Linked DNA regions of Sus scrofa: regions 1 and 2 are each linked to region 3. The links are chromatin contacts, called in public Hi-C maps. All regions are on one chromosome and are shown on one strand. Each heading gives the region's core, a stretch centred on a gene start, on an enhancer-like site or on the middle of the called end of the contact. The rest is flanking DNA. Distances are from core to core; before and after follow the strand shown. Region 1 has its middle 42 kb from the start of KRT80. Region 2 overlaps LOC110260568 (methyltransferase-like protein 7A). Region 3 has its middle 23 kb from the start of KRT8.

Region 1 (4,454 bases), core at 654-3,153, 690 kb after region 3:
GGCAGATGGCGCTTGTTACCTTATAAGGTGCCTTCTCTTCTCCTACAGCTTCTGACAGAACCGGGAGGGCGGGGTAGTGGGGGGGAGGGGTGGGGCCTGCTCTTGGAGCTGCACCCTGCTCACCCACCCAAGGGCACCCGAGGGGCCCTCTCTTGGAGCAGCAGGGCCCAAGGCAGCCCCCTGGCCTGTCAGAGAAAGTCAACCAACAGGCAGGCACGGCTGAGGACCCAAGCCTGGACCCTGGATCCCCACCCTGCCCCCACCCCCGTAGGAGAGGGTGGTCCACCTGCCCTTAACCTGCACCATTGCCCCCTGACCCCTGATTGACAGCCAGTCTGGCTCTCCTGCCCCCTCCCACTCACAGGCAGACATACACATACACATACACATGGCAGCCAGGGGGACTTGGCCATGGCAGAGCAGGCTGTCCTGTTCTTCCCTGCGGGTAGTGAAGCCTGGATCCCCAAGGAGGAAGCTGCCCCTCAGGTGCAGAGAAAGTGGGCTGGGCCCTGCCCAGGAGTCCAGCAGGGCCATGTCTGGCTACATCCTTGAAGGCAGGGAAGGGCCTAGGACCCAGGCCCAGTGGCAGGGAGAAGCAACAGCGCTGCTCACTCGCCCCGACCCTGCGGGGCCCCTGCCTGACTCTTAAGGAAGGGGTGCTGTCGAAGGTGTCCCAGTGATGTGCCAGATGAAAGCAGAGCTCAGGGCCAGGCCCCCATCCCTGACACCCCACATGTGGCACAGGACAGGCCACAGTGAACACCTGATGAGGGCTTAAGGCCAGCTGGCCACTCACTAGCTGTGCAGCTTTGGGCCACTCTGAGCCTCCCTAACCTCCGTCCTGGTTTCCTCTCTGTAAAGTGGGAGTGAGAGTCTCTTCCTCCCAGAGTGTTTTAAGGGTCCCCCGGGTTGACACTTTGGATAGGAGCACATAATGGCCGGCAAATGGCCTTTACTGGGCAGCTGGGGAGGGTCCATGCGATGCAGGGTCTCCAGCTGTGTCTGTAGGTGCCAAACCCCATTCTGGCCCATCCAGGCCCTAACCAGAGGGAGCTCCAGGGCCACAGGGCCCCCGGTTACCGGGGTCACCTTGGGAGGGGCTCATAGCACCAACGAGGACAGGACCCATGCCAGGCAGCTCCTCTGCCCCTAGCCCGCCATGTCCTGGCCCCAGTGCTGTCTGCACACAGCTGTGTTTGTGTGTGTGTGTGTGTGTGTGTGTGTGTGTGTGTGTGTGTGTGTGTGTGTGTGCCGCCAGGCCCGCTGGGCCACACCCTGGTGACTCAGGGCTGTGGCACGCACCCTACCCAGCCAGTGGGAGAACAAAGCCACCAGCTCAGGGCCTCGGCATTCAGGCTGAGTCACCCACAAACACACCCAGCCAGGTGCCCCAGGCTCTCAGGCCAGTCCCACCCACCCCAAGGGGTCTGCAGCCCCCCTCACACTAACAAGGGAGGGAGGAAGGTCAGGGTTGGGGTTAGGGGCGTGCTTGGGTGCAGCTGGCTGAGAGACAGGAGCTGGGCCCAGGGAGGCTCAGAGTTTTCTGACTCAGACCAGGACCACCAGCGCACCTCTGGGCTCCTAGACGACCCAGCCGGGGCAGCAGAGCCACAGGCTTGGGGCCCAGGAGGCCAACTCTGGGGGGTGGGGAGACTAAAAGGGAGGCTCATGGAGGAGAGGGAAGTGGCTCCCGCTGAGGGCCCTTGGCCCTGGTCAGTCTGGGCCAGCGACATTCTCTGGACACAGCCCTAGCCCGGGACCCAAGCCCAGGGGGGAATTATGACGAGATGAGAAAGCCAGGCCTTCTGCTTACTGCTCTGGCTAAGGCCAGAGGAGCAGTGGTAACCCTGCCTGAGCCTGGGAGTCAGGGTGTTCGGCAGATGGGCCAGGGCTCACCCAGCTGAGACCCACCCCCCCATCGCCTGACCAGCAGAGGCCCAAAGAAGGCAGTTAGGGGAGTTCCTGTCATGGCTCAGTGGTTAACGAATCTGACTAGGAACCATGAGGTTGCAGATTCAATCCCTGGCCTCGCTCAGTGGGCTAAGGATCCGGTGTTGCCGTGAGCTGTGGTGTAGGTTGCAGACATGGCTTGGATCCCTCATTGTTATGGCTGTGGTGTAGGCCTGTAGCTACAGCTCTTATTAGACCCCTAGCCTGGGAACCTCTATATGCCGCAGGAGCGGCCCTAGAGAAGGCAAAAAGACAAAAAAAATAAAATAAAATAAAATAAATTAAGAAAACAAAGAAGGTTAGGAGGTTCCCAGGCAAGTGTGCAGAGTGAGGGAAGGGCCCAGGCAGGAGCAGGGAGCCAGCAGGGGGAGAGGGGGACAGCCGCTACAGCCTGGAGGAGACCCACGCCCCACTCCCCAGGCCCAGGCCCAGTCCCGGGTGACTTGGGGTCCCTGCTTCAGCTGATACCCAGGCCTGGGAGCATCTGGAGATCAGTTGCAGAAAACCTCCTCCCTGGGCCCAGCCTGGGTGCAGAGGGTGGAGGGGGTCCCGCCACCACCAGGGCCCAGAGGACTTGTCTCTACCCCAGGCCTTAGCTGAGAGCAGCCCATGAGAAGGGAGAGTCAGGCCCAGCTGGACAGCACAGGGCAGACAACCAGGTCCCCCAAACCTTCAACTGGCTGTGACCCTCACATGGAAACCCCCCAACCCCTGACCCGACCTAACCCCAAACTGCCCATGATGCTGACCTGGCTCTGCCCCACCCCCACCCCGATGCCATGGCTGACCCCAACTCTGGGCTGACCCCAACCCCAGGCCCAAATCTGCACCCTAGCCCGCCTCTACCCTGAATCAACTTCACTCCAAACCTGGGTGCTTCCCTGAGCCCAAACCTCACCCCATCCTCAAAACCCAGCCCTAAAGCCATCCCTTCCCAACCCCCAGATCTGACGTGCACCTGCTCTCAGACTTTTGCCCAAAATTCCACTTTCAGGACAACTCCTGCCCCAAACCCAAAAACTTCCTCCCACCTCTGCCTTCCCAGGCCCAACCCTAATCCTCACCCCCATGCCACATCCCATGAGCACCCCATACCCCGCCTTTGCTCTCGCCACCAACCCTGCTCTGAGCTCCCCAAGCGCCAAGCTTCCCACAAGCCCCCTTCTACCCCAGCTGTCCCCATTGTGCCTGCCGTGTGTCCACTGTCCTGTAATCAGAGGCCTCCGATTATCAGAGTAGTGGGTCCGGAGTTCCCGTTGTGCCTGAACAGGTTACAAACCCAACTAGTATCCATGAGGATGCAGGTTCGATCCCCAGAGTTGCTCATTTGGTTAAGGACCTGGCGTTGCCACAAGCTGCAGCCTAGGTCACAGATACGGCTCAGAACTGGCGTTGCCGTGGCTGTGCCTAGGCTGGCAGCTGAAGCTCCAATTCTACCCCTAGCCTGGGAACTTCCATATGCCACAGGTACGGCCCTAAAAAGAATAAAGGGGAGGGGGGGAACAAGCAGAGTAGTGGGTCATCTCCCACATGCCCAGGCTGGGAGTTGAGGAGCTGGGGACAGGACATGCCCCCCCAGTAAGAACAGCTGGCATCACGGGCCCCTGCACCCAGTGACTCCATGTCAGGACTCACATGGAGGCTGGAGGTTACCCAGACACTGGGCCTGCCCAGGCTGTCTTCCCAGCAGTGGTAGGGGTCTGCCCAGAGCAGTCCAGATGCCCACTGTGCCCACCCAACACAGGAAGCCACAGCAGCACAGCCCCCCAGCTCACTCCTCTACCCCAGACCTGCACCTCAGAGGAAGGAGGCAAACCCGGGCCCCTGGGACCTCTGCCAATATCCCCTGCTGCCCCTCCCAGCACCCCTACCCCCGGGTCTCCCCAGCAGCAGGCTGAGTGTGAGGCCCTCCCTCTGCAGCCTGGGAAGAGGCCCCAGAGCTGCCTGGCTGGCGTCAGCCCCCGCTTCCCTCCCCTAGGCCCCGGCTGCATTCCCAGCAAGCCAGGACCTGCCACACAAGGGAACAAGCCAGCTCAGCACCCTCCTTCTCCTCTGCGGTCCTCCCAGCCTCCGCGGTTGCGGCTGCAGCTCTAGCCTGAGGCTTTCATGCTGCAGTTTCTGTCACAAGGCTCCCCAGGACCCCTCTCGGGCAGGCCCAAGCACCCCAAACTGCCACACAGGCTTCTCTCACTCACTCAGCTCTGTACCCACAGAGGCAGGAAGAAACTAAATGGGTCCTTTTCTCAGTTTGCCGCTCCCTGTCAGAAGACCCGGCCCTAGATGGGCCCCCCGGGAGCTGGGGCCTCATACCTCTCACCATAGTGAGCAAAGGAGACCCTGATAGGTCGGAACTCATCACATATTACTCAGTAGGGTTAGGCCGTAAGTTCCCTTGTCCCAGAGTTCCCGTCATGGCTCAGCAGGAAGGAACCTGACTAGGATCCACAAGGATGCAGGTTCGATCCCTGGCCTCCCAGTGGGTTCAGCATTGCCATGAGCTGTGG
Region 2 (4,864 bases), core at 261-2,760, 620 kb after region 3:
TTACGTTATGTTACGTTATGTTATTAGGAGGAGGGTCACCTGAAATCTGATAGAAAGTTGTGGCACCTAATGTGGATGGGGGTGGGTCGTGAACGGACGCAGCTGGTAGATGTCGGAGTCAGGTGCGCTGTGTGTATTTCTACCTGGTTCAGTTATCTGTAGTCACCCGGGTTCCTCACACCCCAAACTGTGCCTGAGCAAATGTGACGGTCACATCAGGCTCAGATTGTTCCCTAACATGGCAATCGTGTGGAAATGAATTCTCATTTTCCAAACAACCAACTGGTATTTGTATCCAAACAAACCTCACTGCAGTTTTAGTAGATTTGGGAGGGAAGCAGAGGTAAATACGTGTGTTCAAGCTTCCATATTTATTTCTTTACACGGGTGAGTCCCCCAAGTAGACAGGGGGACCTTCTGGGGTAAGGACTGGTGACTCTCCATTTCCCCACTGTCTGGCTCAGCATCTGACCCTCATTAGGGACTAACGAATCTTGGGGGAATAGAGTTGAAATGAAAGTTGTTCTGTGGCCTTCTAATGCATTTATGAATTTATGAAGACAGACTATTTGTGTAATTTTTTTTTTTTGTCTTTTTGCCTTTCCTTGAGCCATTCCCACAGCATGTAGAGGTTGCCAGGCTAGGGATCTAATCGGAGCTGTAGCCACCAGCCTAGGTCAGAGCCGCAGCAACACGGGATCCGAGCCATGTCTTTGACCCACACCACAGCTGGATCCTTAACCCACTGAGCAAGGCCAGATATCGAACCCGCAACCTAATGGTTCCTAGTCAGATTCGTTAACCACTGAGCCACGATGGGAACGCCCGAAGACAGACAATTTAAAACAGATTCCCATCTCCAGGAGATGCCCTTATCTTCGTGGAACACATAGCAGCTGAATGCTCTTGCTGGAATTTCTCCAGTCAGCAGTTCCTCAGCCCAGCCAGACCCTTCTTACTTAAAACCTGTCAACAAAGCCAGAATGTTCTGGAAGGAGCTGCTTTCTCTCAGCCAACATTACAGCTCCCGCACGCCCACTGGCCAGGGAGCTATCTCCTCCTCATACCTCTGAGTACACAGAACTAAAAAGAAAGCATGTGGGCACTGTCAGGGCCTTTGCACCCCAGGGGTTCAGGACCTGCCCTTTCTCAGTCAGGTGCCAATAGGTTAAAAATAGTCACAGTGACAGGAACAGAAGGAATTCAATGCAAAGAATTGTTAACCGGATAGAGGGTTATTCACTGGGTGACTGAAAGAGAGCCCTAAGACATGGCACAGAACTGGCACTGACCAAAGTGAATGCTAGATCTAGGGCTCAGGGAACAAAGGGGTGAGGTTAGAAGTGTTAAAACTCAGGACTTTACAGGAGTGGCCCCTGAGACGCTGAACCCCGGGGAGGAGGCACGGCTTGCCTGGCCCTGGTACCTCCAGGGGGAGGCACAGTGAAGCTGATTTATTCTTCAAGGTCTGGGAAAACTGCCAACTGGATTCAGCTGCTGCTATGGGAAGACACTGCTGCTGCCAGGGTGAAGGCGCAAGGCTGGGGCCCTGCGCCGGGACAGGAAACCCACAGAAAGCAAATACCGTGCAGTCACCTTCTGGCGCCCCCTACTGGCAGATCCTAGCAGCCCCAACTGGCAAAACCAAGTCTCACCACTCACATTGGAGCTGGGACACAATAACTGCCACACCTATCAACTGGGAATCCCATCGACCCCGCATCACATTTTTCCTGAACTGACTAAACCAACCCATTGTTCCGGCATTTGCCCCCACATCACCCCTCAGGCTTTCAGGGAGGGCATCTCCCCCACAGCCTCTAAAGCAATCAGCTTAGTCATTAATTTGAATTAATTGAGATGCTTTGATGTTGGTTTTCTGACCTAGTTGCACAATAAAAATATCTTTCTTATCTTCCATTCCCACCATCGATCTTAGTAAACAGCAGGTAGTCCTTATGCGTTCCTTGAATAAAAACACACATGTGCTCAAATAGATGCTGATGAATCAAGATAAAGTCTTTTGCCTTCTAAAAGGCTCTCTCTTTTTTTTGTTTGGTTTTTTGTTTGTTTGTTTTTTAGGTTCTTTTCTTTAAGCGATAATATGCCAAGGTCATTTCACTGTGGCATTCAAATTAGGTCAACCTTTTAGAAAACTATTAGCAAAAAACCATATCCATGAAAATGTTCATTAAGGCTGGGGGTGGTGATTGAGATGGGGGGGGCAGAAGCCCACACATCCTGCAACAGGATGAAAATCAGAGTTATGGGCATTTTATTCAAGTTTGAGACACATAATTGACCTCACTTGTAGTGGGAAGGAATATAGACTACTGCCTCAGCTGTTGCAAAAATCAGAGCTATGGAACTAATGTTTTATTATGGAAAAATAGTACTTCTCTTTAGGGAGGCTCATACCAAACCAAAATTTGGAGTCAATGATACCTGGGTTCCAATCCTAGCTCAACTGCTTATTAGAAGTGTACCTTTTAAGTCTCCCTGAGTCTCAGTTTCTTTATCTCTAATATGAGGAAAAGACTTACTTTGCAAGGTACATTAAGGATTCAATGAGAAAGAGAAATTGACCTGTAAAGAGCCTGGCACATACTAGGTATTTCACAAGTGGTAAGTGTTTTTACTGTTGCCTCAAGTAAACATGCAGATGGGAAGTGTAGCAACATTACAGCTATAATTGCATTTAAAAGAAAACTGATGCACTGGGGAGAAAGCTGAAAGGAGGTACACAAAATTACTGAATAATGGTTGGATTTGAGTGGTAAAATCATGGATGATTTTTCTCTTCTGTTTTCCAAATACTCATCATGCAGTTCTGTTGTTGTTGTTGTTTTGTTTCGTTTTGTTTTGTTTTGTTTTTTGGTTTGTTTGTTTTCTTTTTAGGGCTGCACCTGCAGCATATGGACGTTCCCAGGCTAGGGGTCAAATTGGAGCTATAACTGCTGGCTTAGACCCCAGCCATAGCAATGTGGCATCTGAGCCACATCTGCAAACTACACCACAGCTCACAGCATCTCCGGATCCTTAACCCAATGAGTGAGGCCAGGAATCAAAACCACATCCTCATGGATACTAGTCAGGTTCATTACCACTGAGCCACAATGAGAACTCCCAGTTTGGAATACTTAAAATAGCAAAACAAAAATCTTTTTTAAGGACAAGTTTTGAGAAAAACCTCCAAAGATTAGGGAAAGTAACAATTCATTGGTCAATAAAAAGTCCAAAATGGTGCCTGCCTGTCTGCCTATAAAATTCAGCCCCAATGCTACTAGGTGAGGCCAAAGAAAGCAGGCATCCATACCAGAGAGCAATGGGGCAGGCCCGAGGGTTCTTGTCCCCACAGAGAAGAGGGCATCTGTGCTGGGGACAGTGGCTACAAGGGGACGTGATGGAAGGGAGAAAAATAGAATGAACCATGCAGTGTTGGGATTTGTACTGAAAATATAAGTGTAGGGAGTTCCCATTGTGACTCAGTGGGTTAAGAACACAACTAGTATCCATGAGGAGTCAATCCCTGGCCTTGCTCGGTAGATTAAGGATCTGGTGTTGCTTGCGGCTGTGCCATAGGCGTAGATGCGGCTTGGATCCTGCATTGCTGTGGCTGTGGTGTAGGCCGGCAGCTGCAGCTCTGATTCAACCCCTAGCCTGGGAACTTCCATAGGCCATGAGCGCAGCTGTAAAAAAGAAAAAAAAAAAATAAGTAAATAAAAATAACTGGGTGGATTTTTTTGCGGGGGGGTGGGGGGGCACATCCGGGGCATATGGAGGTTCCCAGGCTAGGGATCAAATCCAAGCTATAGCTGACGGCCTACGCCACAGCCACAGCAATGCCAGATCCAAGCCTCGTCTTTGAACTACACCACAGCTCACAGCAACGAGGCATCCTTAACCCACTGAGCGAGGCCAGGGATCGAACCTGCTTCCTCTTGGATACTAGTCAGATTCACTTCCACTGAGCCATGGGGGGAACTCCTCAATGGGTACATTTTTTTAAAAAAGAAATAAAGTATAGGTGTAGACTCATGGCCTTCAAATTAAATTAAAATGCATAGAGAGTTGTGTATATGTGTGTACATGTACATATACATATATAGATGTGTATTCCCTACTTGTCTCCACTGATGCCTCAGAGTCAATAAAATATTTTGCTTACTCAAACTGTATCATATATTTCCATTAAAATTCTTATTATTTCCATGTGGTCCACCACCTGAGCAGGTTTTGCCATCACTGGTCTAGAAAGTTAAAGCTTGAATACAACATCCTGTACCTGGCTTAAGAGTTGGAAAATTACTGACAACATTTCCAAAACTATGAGCATACCTAGTGCCCACATCTTGGTTTCTAAATACCATTCTCCACTAAAAGAAACTAAGTTTCCTTGGAGAAATGACTAATGCTAAGGCTGGGCCAGATAAATCACAGGACCAGTCAGGACTATCTTGTTCCAGATGATTTGGAAGTGCCAAAAGAATGGAGGGCATATATACATATCAAGAAGACAGAGAAGCCAGCTTGAAGGTGTTCCCACTGGCCAAGGCTGAGACAATCTGAGCCTCAAAATAAATAACCAAGAAAATGGGAATCCCTGAGTCTATATTAACATGAATGAATGAATGAATGAATGAATGAAAAAGAGAAAGGTTTTTTTTCATGCAGAAGATGCCAACTAAGAAATATAGACGTAATTGTGGATTTGGCAACCATCACAGGACTAATTAAGCCAAGAAACATCAGCGATGCCAGGCTAGTGGGTGGGAGTTTGGTGGGGTTCGGGATATTTACATGGTCTCCAAGTGTCTCTCTACAAAGTGCATTTTCATTACAGATGGGAAAAGAAAGTAATTTA
Region 3 (4,619 bases), core at 1,779-4,278:
CTGTCTCCCTCTGGGGTCTGGGCTGCTCTATGAGACTTACTGCTTTTGGAACCCAGGTCCCCTCCCGGATGCCTCCATTTGGTCATTGTCCCTCCTCCTCCAGCGCCCTGGCTGCCCGGCCCTGGCATGGCCCCCCTCTTTGGGCAGCAGGCCCAGGACTAACACCTCTTCCCTAGTCCATCCCAGGAACCATGGGATCTGTATGGTCCTGTGCTCAAATCAGCTGATGGCCAATTTGTGCTTTCCCCCAAAGCCCAAAGGGCCAGCCTATGGGAGGGCATGGCTTCTGGAGTGACATCTGTCCCAGCCAGGCTTGTCAGAACTCCAGAAGATGGACAGAACAGGGATAAATGAGCCCCCCCCACCCCGCGCCGCTATGTCCTAGAACTGCAAACACAAAGTGGGAGGGGGGTGCAAAAACCAGCCCCCTAAAACCAGCTCTCCCAGGGTGGAGCTGGCTAGACTGTGTCTGGGACAATTATAAATGCCTAGTGACACTGTGCTGGTCTGTGTGACTGGACACGGTTTTTGACTGTGTGTATTTTCTGGAGAGTGCATGAAACCCTGTGTATGTGGTGGGGGTTCTGTGTGTCTGGTGGGGTTGGGACCCTGGATGTGACATGCTGGGAGTGGAAGACCGGGTGGCTGTGTGTCGTGGGGCTGTGAGAAGTGCTGGTTGTGCCTGTGTGCTTAGGAGCCTGTGGGTGTGCACAGATGTCTGCAGGTGAGGGGACAGTGCATGCAGACGGTTGGGAGGCTGTGCACATTTGCTCACTGCAATCAGGAAGGTACCTGCTCCTGCCAGGGTCCAATACTGGCGAGGAGAGGGCAATCTGGAGAAGGGACAAGGGAGTGGCGGGGGGCTGTGGATGGACTGTCCCCTTCCTCCTGGTTCCCAGCTCTGGGGACCTGTCACCCTGCCCACCGCCTGCAGAAATGGCCTAGGTGGAGCCCAGGCTGGGGCCCAGATGCTGAGGTGGCAGGCAGGCCTGGGAGGAGGGGGTGGGTCCAGCGACATGTCAGAGCGGCAGGCAGCAGCATGGGGCACCCTGCCCTGTGCTGAGCTGGCAGCTGGCGCTGGGAGCAGGCGGGGCCCCACCCAAGCAGGCCAGGGCAGGCAAGGCAGGGCCTGTCTTGGGCCAGGGAGGGGATGGAGCTGATGGGGCAAGCCTGGGCCTTGTGTGGCCAAGATGGGAGGTTGAGGGGCAGCAGGGGGGATTCCTTTTGTGATGGAGGAGACGGTGTGTGTGTCTGTGCTGGCTTACTCCTGTTACTGCCTGCGTGATTGATTTGCATATGCATTTGTATTTCTCTTTTGTATGCACGCATCCACCTGCGTGAGGGCCATGGGTTGTTCTGTGTGTGTGTGTGTGTGTAAAATGACCCACAAACCATTGCTTCTCTTTGGGTAACCATTCCTCTGTTCCCTTACAATGTGTTTGTATTTGTAGTCAATCCTAAAGACCATATGTACAGCCTGTGAAACCTGCACCTGTAAGTGTGACACACTCCTGTGTGTGTGTCTATATATCCATGTGTGATGACCCCACAAACCACCAGGTATGTGCTCTCCTGTGATCACCGTGAGTGTACGTGGGTCGAGTTGAGGTGGTCCTTGCTCTGCCCACGTTGCTGGGGACCCGGCACATACATCCCATTGCCTCCTCCAAAGCTCATGTGTGCCAACACTCAGCTTCTTTCTGCTCCCGCCCCGCTTCTTCTCACAGCCCTCAGGGACCCTCCCTGGGGATGAGAAACCCTGGATGGTGACCTTGAGAACCAGGCCTTCTATGGAGGTGGGGTTTCTCCCCAAGTGTGCTTTAGTATAATGGGGAGGCCGCCCCAGCTAGGGGCTCAGGGGGCAGCCACAATCAGTGGAAAGAGGACATGCAGAGCCAGGCAGAACTGGGTTCAGGTTCAGACTCTCACATGCTGCACCTGTATGAGCCTGGACAAGTCACTCTCCATGCTCAGCTCCTCCTGTTTATGTTTGGCGTTGCTATGGGAAATAATGGGTGAACACAACACTCCTGGCAGCAGGTGAACAGATGCAGACGTTGCTAGACAAGTGTGGGTCCTTTTCTGGCTACAGTATCACTTTGAGGACACTTGAAGCTCACTGTGAGATCTTGCAGGAAAGAGCCACAGGAGTTGGAGGGGGGCGCCTGGAGCCTGATCTCCAGGTAGAGTCTGGTCTGGACTTCACAGGCCCTGCAGTATGGATGTGGGCGAAGCCAGAGCTGGAGAACTGTCCCAGTGTAGCTGCTGACAGGCCTGCTCTGGTCTTGCACTGTCCAGAGAGGTTCAGGCCTTCCACCCATCTCAGAGAGAGGCACAGAGGGGGCGTCCAGGGTGTGTGTGGAGGGGGTGGGGGCTACAGAGATGATTTTTATTTTTTTGCTTTTTTTGGGGCAGGGGTCTAATCAAAGCTACAGCTGCCAGTCTACACCAGAGCCACAGCAATGCCAGATCTGGGCTGCATCTGAGCCACATCTGTGACCTACCCCACAGCTCGCAATGTGGGATCCTTAACTCACTGAGCGAGGGCAGGGATCAAACCTGCAACCTCATGGTTCCTAGTTGGATTCGTTTCCGCTGCGCCATGACAGGAACTTCCCAGAGATGATCTTGAAATGGTGCTCATGGACATGTCACCCCCCCCCCCCAGAAGTCAATGTGCAGACTCCAAAAGACCAGAGTGCATCAGCCGAACCCACAAAAAATCCAGGAGAGTGAGACAAGGAAAGCCTCAAAAAGGCACGCAGCCTCCCATTTCAGAGGGTGAGAAGTCCCCACTACTCCAAGGATGCCCCCAGAAGAAGAGACACCTGATTCCCTTCCCCTCCAGAAGGCCCGATTCTCCCAGAGGAATGGACAGGCGTTCCCCACCCGCTCGCCCCTGGGGAGGACGCTCAGAGGGCGGCAGGCAGGCCCGGCTCCCCCTGCTGAGTCAGCCTGTCCCGGCTTAGCCAGCGGGTGTTGGGTGGAAGTGGCTGGGCCCCCGTCCAGCTCCAGGGGTGGGGCGGAGGGTGAGTCACCTTGCGGCCCAGCCAGAGCCACCCTGGGCCCCCGCGGCCGTGGGAGCGCGAGGGCCCAGCCAATCGGAGGCCGCCAGCCGGCCTCGCGCTCTGGCCCCGCCCCCGCCCCCGCCTCGGGCCGCGGGCCACCGGGTTCCCAGGGCCATCTCGCAAGGAGCCCTCGCGACCCCTGATCTGGCACCCGGCCGGATGGAGCCCTGCTCGCTGCTGCTGGGAGGGTGCAGGGAGCACCTGGCTCCCAGTCAGGGAGTCTCAGCTTGTCTCCGAGGGTCTCCCTCTCCTGTCACTCCCACCTGCTGGTTACAGGAAGGAGGGGCCGGAGATGGGGCGGGGGATTGCCTCCCTTTTGCTGCCCTTTGTTCTCTTCCCGGATTGTCCCCTCCTCCAAAGGGACAGACCGCCATGCTTCTCAGGTTCAGCCAGTGGCTTCACAATGGCATTTATTTCCTGCACAGTCTCGATGGCAGAAGTTCTCCGGCCAAAATCAGCCACGCTGAGCTCTGTTTTCTGCTTCAGAAAATACAGTCACTGTTCTCAGGAAGGTCATTGTTCCTAAGACTCTGGTCACCCCAGCGGCTGAGTGCGGCCTGGCCAGGGCCTGGGCCTTGATACAGACATATAGGTGAATACACACAGGCTCACCTGCGCAGGTAGAGGCTGTCCAGACACAAAGACACAGACCTGCAGATGCTGTGTCCAGATTCTCACATATATGGAACACACGATTTTCAGCAGGAGAGGCAAGCATCCCAGCTCTGGCCCTGATCACGTTTCTGACTTTTTGAGTCTATCATCAATCCTCTCTAACTGTTTATCTGTAACATGGAGAGAAGTTTAGAATCCCTTCCTTACAGGGCTGTTGTGAAGCTGAAAGGAAAACACCTGGAGAGTGCCTGGTACATTGTAAGAACTCAATACACTGTAGCTACAGGGATCTCCCAGACCCCCCAAAATGTACCCACACACACACACACTCACAGACAGACACCAATACCCATGTTCACCCCCCCCCCCCAAACCTCAGACATCAATACCTAGGCAAGGACCTGGTGTGTTTGCACATAGAAACACAGACACACACAGCACCCCTTTCCCCCCACGAAAAACAGCAACCCCCGCAACAACAACCGTAAAAGCAAGTTTTACTGCCCAGGGTGTGATGGGAACAGCCAGCCCCGCTGGGTGGTGGGGGCGAGGCCTCGGCGTCGGGCGGTGTCTGCTCTGCTCAGGCTCCCACTCAGCCCCAGGGAGAGAACGCGTTCATTCTCCCAACACGCCCCTCTCTGTCCCCTGAGAGCAGTCACCCCATCCTTTCTCCACTGTCACCTGAGATCAGGCCACGCCTTCTCCAAACCGCCGGAGTCCCAGGGTGGGGCCCCCCAGGGATTTGTGGTCGGTGGGGGAGGGGCACGATGGTCTGGCTTTCTAGAGAGGGTTTGCAGGTCCGCAGGGCAGCCCTGTCCCCGCACCACCCCCCTCAGTTCTGGATTCTGGAGAGTTGTGGTTGTGAGGATTTGGCTGTTGAGCCCTGGAAGCAGCCAGAAGGGGACCACCTGGAGCTGGGGAAACGCTTCTGGGTTC

The links. A called contact is a pair of places that touch in the nucleus more often than the background predicts.
Region 1: a contact with region 3 is called in a Hi-C map of omental adipose tissue, with 4 times the contacts expected there. The contact joins two enhancer-like sites. A contact is called at or near these places in 22 of 47 Hi-C or Micro-C datasets (alveolar macrophages, blood, brain and 14 more) and 1 of 2 datasets of contacts at active chromatin or transcription factors (skeletal muscle).
Region 2: a Hi-C map of embryonic fibroblasts shows a contact between it and region 3, with 2.6 times the contacts expected there. The contact joins two enhancer-like sites. A contact is called at or near these places in 3 of 47 Hi-C or Micro-C datasets (embryonic fibroblasts, omental adipose tissue and subcutaneous adipose tissue) and 1 of 2 datasets of contacts at active chromatin or transcription factors (skeletal muscle).

The regions. Positions count from the first base shown.
Region 1 is chr5:17,462,105-17,466,558 of Sscrofa11.1, reverse strand. No RefSeq gene overlaps it. Among named protein-coding and RNA genes, the nearest start is that of KRT80, 42 kb to the left of the region's middle. Within about 2 kb of position 1,903, at least 19 of the 83 cell types and tissues checked have an H3K27ac peak or open chromatin away from gene starts, as enhancers often do. A contact at or near this core is called in omental adipose tissue and retroperitoneal adipose tissue, where this site is marked.
Region 2 is chr5:17,533,342-17,538,205 of Sscrofa11.1, reverse strand. LOC110260568 (methyltransferase-like protein 7A) reads left to right here. Exons shown (of 5, transcript XM_021091217.1): 5 at 867-1,102. The coding sequence ends at 1,087. Among named protein-coding and RNA genes, the nearest start is that of KRT7, 17 kb to the left of the region's middle. Within about 2 kb of position 1,510, at least 27 of the 83 cell types and tissues checked have an H3K27ac peak or open chromatin away from gene starts, as enhancers often do. A contact at or near this core is called in embryonic fibroblasts and omental adipose tissue, where this site is marked.
Region 3 is chr5:18,154,985-18,159,603 of Sscrofa11.1, reverse strand. No RefSeq gene overlaps it. Among named protein-coding and RNA genes, the nearest start is that of KRT8, 23 kb to the left of the region's middle. Within about 2 kb of position 3,028, at least 42 of the 83 cell types and tissues checked have an H3K27ac peak or open chromatin away from gene starts, as enhancers often do. A contact at or near this core is called in embryonic fibroblasts, omental adipose tissue and retroperitoneal adipose tissue, where this site is marked.